Regions from separate parts of the Anser cygnoides genome. Here region 1 is linked to region 2. A link is a contact called in public Hi-C data. All regions are on one chromosome and are shown on one strand. The core of a region is the stretch at or near the end of the contact, and the rest is flanking DNA. Distances in the headings are between cores, read along the strand shown.

The links. Hi-C and Micro-C count contacts between places; a contact is called where the count stands out from the background.
Region 1: a contact with region 2 is called in a Hi-C map of liver, with 8 times the contacts expected there. The contact joins the promoter of CEP112 here to the enhancer-like site in region 2. A contact is called at or near these places in 3 of 7 Hi-C or Micro-C datasets (all in liver).

Annotation. Positions count from the first base shown.
Region 1 is chr19:9,820,008-9,822,962 of Taihu_goose_T2T_genome, reverse strand. It overlaps CEP112 (centrosomal protein 112), which reads right to left and starts at 1,337. Exons shown (of 26, transcript XM_048064340.2): 1 at 1,031-1,337; 2 at 64-184. The coding sequence starts at 163.
Region 2 is chr19:9,705,843-9,709,017 of Taihu_goose_T2T_genome, reverse strand. The region is part of intron 3 of PRKCA (protein kinase C alpha); the gene reads left to right. Among named protein-coding and RNA genes, the nearest start is that of CACNG5, 69 kb to the right of the region's middle. Within about 2 kb of position 1,532, at least 1 of the 3 cell types and tissues checked has open chromatin away from gene starts, as enhancers often do. A contact at or near this core is called in liver, where this site is marked.

The DNA of each region.
Region 1 (2,955 bases), core at 88-2,587, 110 kb before region 2:
ATTACCAGTAACCTAGAGTTTTGTTATTAGTGTTTCTCTACATACACGTTTTACGACATTTACCTGACCTATGCTGTAGCTTTAGAACATGAGGCTTCATATCCACAACGCAGTGATCAAATTCTGCATCTAGTTTTTCCCACGTTTCTTCTTCGCCATTCATTTTGAAAGAGCGCAAAGTAACCTGCAAAATTATTCATATTGAAGTAGATGAGATTGCATACCGCTCTATGATGATCTCTATTCATCTTGGGCCATGCCAAGACATCCTTTGAAACTATATAGAAAAGGAAACTTTTTCATTAAATTCACGCAAAAAGAACCGTGGTTTGCATTACAAATGATGTTCAATTAAACTTTCTACAAGAACACGCTTGTCTAGTTTTGAAAATAGCCAGCCACACAAAAAGGTATTCAGTCGGCACAATTTGTAAGAAACGGCACCTACGTTAATTTGTGTAACAGCTACGTTCATACTAGTTTATCTTCCTTGTAATTAGCAAACTTGTAAACTTTTTTATTAAGAAGAAAAAAGCAACTGGAGGAAAAACACCAAGCAGACTTGGAAGTGGCACAACTAGCATGTATTGGCAGAATATTAAACAGTCTGTTAAAACAAAAAGACAACCAAAAAGGAGCTTTTTATCCAAGCTCTCAGGCCACAGAGTTCCCAGGGGGCCAGGCAGGGTTTGCTGCGTGTTTCGGCTCCTGAGCAGCACCGGGATTTGGGAGAGCCTGGCCCAGCCCAGCCCACCCTACCCTGCAGCCGGCCCGGGACTCCAGCACCGTCCCCGCAGGGTGAGAGCCGCTATTTCCTTATTTCTCCTCCTCCTCCGGGTGGTTACCTGCGGTTTCACCGCGCGGCGCTGCCGCCTGCGGGGCTTTCCTGAGGGGATTTGCAGCGGCTGCCACCCTCAGCGACACCTCCCGCGGTGACAAGCTCGGAGGGACAGCCAGGCTGATGCTTCCCCCTGGCCGCTGTCACCCCACCGACCCCAACCGCTACCCCGGTCCCCATCGCCCGCTTTACCTCGCTCTTTTACCCCGCAGCGCCCGGGCCCTGCCCTGGGGGGCAGCAGGCGCCCGGGGTGACACCGCACGGGAAGGGCCGGGCCGGGCCGGGCCGGGCCGGCGGCTCCCGGTCCCCCGGTGCGGGGACAGGCCGGCGGCCAACGGTTCAAACCGACCCCACCCCCGCTCCCGGCGGCCTCCGCTGACAGCCGGCCCCGGCCTGGCCCCTTCCGTTTCCGCGCTGTGCCGCGGGGCTGGCCCAGAGACGCGATCGGCTCCGGCCCGGGCCCTGTGGAGGCCCCGGGGCCGGCGGCGCCCTGAGGGGGGCGAGGGGCGGGAGCGGCGCTGCGGGCACGGCTGTGGAGGCCGCTAGGCCCCGGGGTGGGGGCGCTGCTTCTGAGGGGAGCTCTGAGAGGATTTTTGGGGAGCGGGTGGGTTTGGGAGCTCACAGAAGGAGCTGTGGCCAGTTCTGCTTGTATTGCACGAAAAGGAAACACACAAATAAAGATTCGGGGAGGTAAAGATGTGTGTTGAAGGCGGTTGTGCTGTGTTAAGAAATGCAGTTAGTGCCTGCGTACGCTGTGGTGTCCGGGGTGATGGATGTCACCTTGTCACCCCTTTCAGCCACCGTCCTGGAGGCCGCTGCTGGCCTGAGCCAGCACTCAAAGTCACCACACCATCACCTTGTGGATTTCCATGAGTGAATAAGCTCTTGTGGAAGCTGGTGTGTCTCTAAAACTAAATTGCAGTCATCACTGTGCCCAACACTCTTCCCACAATGTACACACGCATGCATAAATACTGATACCTGTTTGTGCACACACTAGAAACCCCAAAAGGGTCCAGCAGATGCTGAGAGAGCACAAAGGGAGGTACAGGAGATGCCAGAAATTCTGTGAGGTTCACTAAGAACCTCGTTAACAGGAGATGTGCCAGGTGCTTCAGCACTGTGGTGGAACCTGTGCTACAAAAACAAAGGTGTAAAAGGCGTGGGAGGCAACTCCGGGTTGGTTTGGCTGTGTTCCTTTGCTTATTAGTTTTAATTGTTGCTAGTTGGATATCAGCTGAAACTTTATAGCTGTTGTTTGGTCCATGTCTTTGTTACGATCAAAATCAGTAATCAAAAATGCTTCCACTCAAAGCTTGGTGAAAAATGTTTGGCAGTCTGAAATAGAAGGTCAGCAAATCAGAGGTAGCTTTTGAGTCCTGTGCAAAGTTTTTGTGGCTTCGTAGTGGGTACCACTGAGCAGATAAAATGACACTGAAATGGCAGGTGCAGGCCGAATAATTTCAGAGCCGATTTTAACTACATTTTTCCAATATTTCTAAGTAAATTTTGTTCAAGTATATCCTCGTAGATAATAGATCAATTTTGGCTTCATCTTAAACCACTTAATATGCTTAATATTGCTTATCTGTCTTATGAAGCTATCCTAAGAGCAGAAAAAAGGAGAGTGTTGTGGAAAAAACAAAACAAAAAAAAAACAAAAAACACCACTTGAGAAGTCCATGCCCGACCTTTCTAAAATAAGTCAGAGGTTATGCTTTTCATTTTGTAGCCACATCAAAAAGTCATTAATTAGTCCAAAAGAATTAGAGAAACCTCCCAGTCCTTTTAGCTCTTCAGCCACACAGCTCTTTGGCATGCATGTATGATTCTAAATAAAACTTCTGACCTCTTTGATTGATTTAAGTATTTCTCTTTCCCCAAAATCTGTCATTAGCCTACTGTGTATAAAGCATCTAAAGTGCTTTCATCTAGAACATGTAAACTTTTCAACTCTTCTAAGCTTGATTCACATGCACATATAAATTAAACAAGAACTTCTTAAATGTATGGTAGAAAATTGGCTGTTTTCTTTTATTTCTCAGCTAATCTCCAGCAGAAATGATTCTGTATCAGTGCTCATTTGGTGATGGCTATGACAGCTATACTGATTGCCT
Region 2 (3,175 bases), core at 283-2,782:
TAACTTTGTAAATACAGACATTTGTAAGCATCCAGGCGGGGATGAAGGGCAAACCTGTGGTTCTGTTGTGGAGGCAGAAACAAAACCTGGGTACGCCTCCATTTATTGACACCAAGTTGTTCCTTGGGTTGCAGGCCCTGATGCAACCTTAGGACCCCTTGCTGTGCTGCCGCAGAGCAACTTGCTGTTATTTTTGTAGAGGAAAAGGCAATTTTCACCATCTTTAGAAATATTTTTACACTCGTTTTTTCCATCATCTGCTTCTTAATGATCACAAAAATAGCAGTTCAGATGAGGAAAAAAACTTCCACTAAGCGCAGAGATTAAAAAAAAGAATCTTAAATCCTGCCTAAAGCCTAATTCATGTGTGTGTCTTGGTATAAATGACTGAAACATTTGTTTTCCCCCCGCCTTGATAACTAGAACAGTAGAGGCTCCAGCAATGGCAGATCTGTTTGTGGTGGTGGTTAAATTTCTTCTGAAAAACCTCACCATTTCTAGCTGTGTCACCCAGAAGATGCTGAATTAAATACAATTTGGGTAAAGCATCACAGAATCGACATCAAAGTTGGCCTTAGAGATATCATTCTGGGGACACGGTTATTGATATTGGAAGTCACATACTCTGAAAGGACTTCGGTAAGTAATAACGTGATGCTGCTTTGTGTACAAAATGCCCATGGCTGCAACCTCGCATGAGGCGCTTTTTGTGTTTTATCCTTAAAAGCAAAGTGATTATTTAATGCCTGCAAAATTATAGTGGGTTTAATGTTGCCATCAATGGGAATAAAATACTAATCAAAAGGGAGCTTTTAAAAAGAATTCAGAAGGATAATAATCATAAGCTGTTTTGTAATGTGTCGGAGCACAGTTTGACGTCTGCTGCTGGTTAACCATGCGCTTTCAATTATTTCCCACTCCCATCTTTGATCCAGAAAAGTGACGGAACGGTTTCTGGACAAGGGGTGCTTTCAGTTGGTGCTGAAATTGATTCATTTTTGCTAAACAAAGCCAAAAGGCAGCGATGGTGGCAGTAGAGCCGCAGGAGGCCCAGTGCAGCTCAGCACCCATGGGGAGATGCCGCCGTGTTCTGCTTCCCTCTGCTGGAGCGAGGGAGGAATCCGGCTTGGGAGCAAATCTGATCCGGTTTGGCGGGGCCAAAGGCGTCTGGGGAAGTCACTACTGAATATCTATGGGTTTATGACCGGTTTCTGCTCAAATTTTCAGTTTTTCTTTCCGTAGGTCCACGCAGTGCACCTCTGTGTACACCGCATTGCCGTGGATGTCGGTCTCCCTGTAAGCATGCCTCAGCTTTGAGATTAATGAATAGGGGGTTGATTTTTCACGTCTCTTTGGGGTGTACATGCTGAATCCCTATTAATCTTCATAGGGGCTCAGTGCCCACACGTGCCATGACAGGCTCTAAAACTCATTTGTTGTGCTGCCATCGACTCGCGAGCCCTGCCTAGCTTTCTGCCCCTTTGAAGGTACTTCACAGGCAGATATTTCAATGTTTGTGATACTCGTTGCCCAGAGTTCCTTTTCCCTTTTAATTTTAATATATTGTATACAGTTCTACTTAAAAAATCTGAATTTGCCTTAGTAAAAGCAGAGAAAAGAAAAGCACTTTTCAGCATGAAAATTACAGGACTTTCAATATAGCGTGTCATTCATCACTGCTTAACAAGCACAGTGGTAATGCTTTCCCAATTGCTGCTTTCCCCCTTCATAATTTTGATGGATTTTGGAAACAGAAGTGGGTTTTCCCTTTGGAGTTTCACAATTAATCTATGCCAAGTTTAGTGCAAAGTTCAATTCTCTTGCAAATAGCAGCCATTATTTGGCAGTTCATCTGTCATATCCTGGCTTGGCTCCCTGTGTTTACTGTGAAATATGACTGCCAGCAATGCTTCAGGAATTATTGAAAGTTTACATTGATTAAAAGGGGATATTTGAAAAAAATCTCCAGGAGCTTTCCTCTAACTCACTAGTTTACCTCTAGCTGAAAAGTACTGGCAAAAAATGGTGTCATTTCCTCAATTATGCACATAGATCACTTAATGCGTATTTAACGTTGGGAAATATTAAATTGTATCAGCAATTAATAAGTGTTAATTTCAATTAATAATATAAGTAATTAGTAACGGCAAAATAATTATTACAAAATAATTATAATTAAAGTGTAAACTATAGATCTCAAGTGCATGAGAAGCCCATGTCAGTTCAGGGAATAACATGAGCAGTTTGATCATCTGTGATGGGTGTGCAGAGATCTCTGAGCTTTCTCTATTTGTTCTCAGATTTGCTTGCAAAACAATAATCTGATGTTTTGAATTCTTAAATTTACCAAATGTAAAACAATGCCTGGGAATGAAACAGAAAAACAGGATTAAATACCAATGAAGAGTTTAATCTCTTATTTGTTACCCTTTAAATTTTTCAGAGGTCCTTCTATTTACTTCTATTAAAGAGATTGAAAGAGTTGCATTTCCTCCATGTGAAGTTTCCATTCCAGCAATAGTTTTGGTGCTGTTTTACTTCGTCCTCTGAATTTTTATACTATGCCTGGAAGAAGTGACCTCGTGTGTGTGTACAGCATAATAAATTACAATAGAACATACTTGTTTCCCTTAAAAAAAATCTAAATCATATCGAATTGTTCATTTTAAACATCGTGCAATGGGCATTTTCACAGATTTTGGGTGTGAAAGGGTTTGACCCAACTTGATTTATTTACATGACTGTTGTTATTTCATTGTTTCATATAAATGCTTTGCTGTTACCGAGTGCGGTATGGTTGTCCTCAAATGTCACAACATTTTTAAGCCCCACACACCCCTGCTAAACTTAATTACCATGTGTTTCCGTTGATTGGAATGGAATTATTTGGTAGTGCTTGTTATATAATTTCAGTATAATACACAGGTTCAATGTATCTATTAGACACTCACTGTAATAATTTCCCATAGTTCTTTCCCCCTATATCATTACATGATACTCATAAATACCACTTATGTCGCATGCTAAACACAAGTTTAAAAATCTGTTTATTCAATGTCATTCTTAGTAGCTGTGGTTTTTGTCCTTCTTAGCAACAGATGTGCTTACCAAAATAATGTTTAAGTGGGTATATTTATAAGGCAACAAGTTCCCAACAAGTTTTGTTTGTAAACAC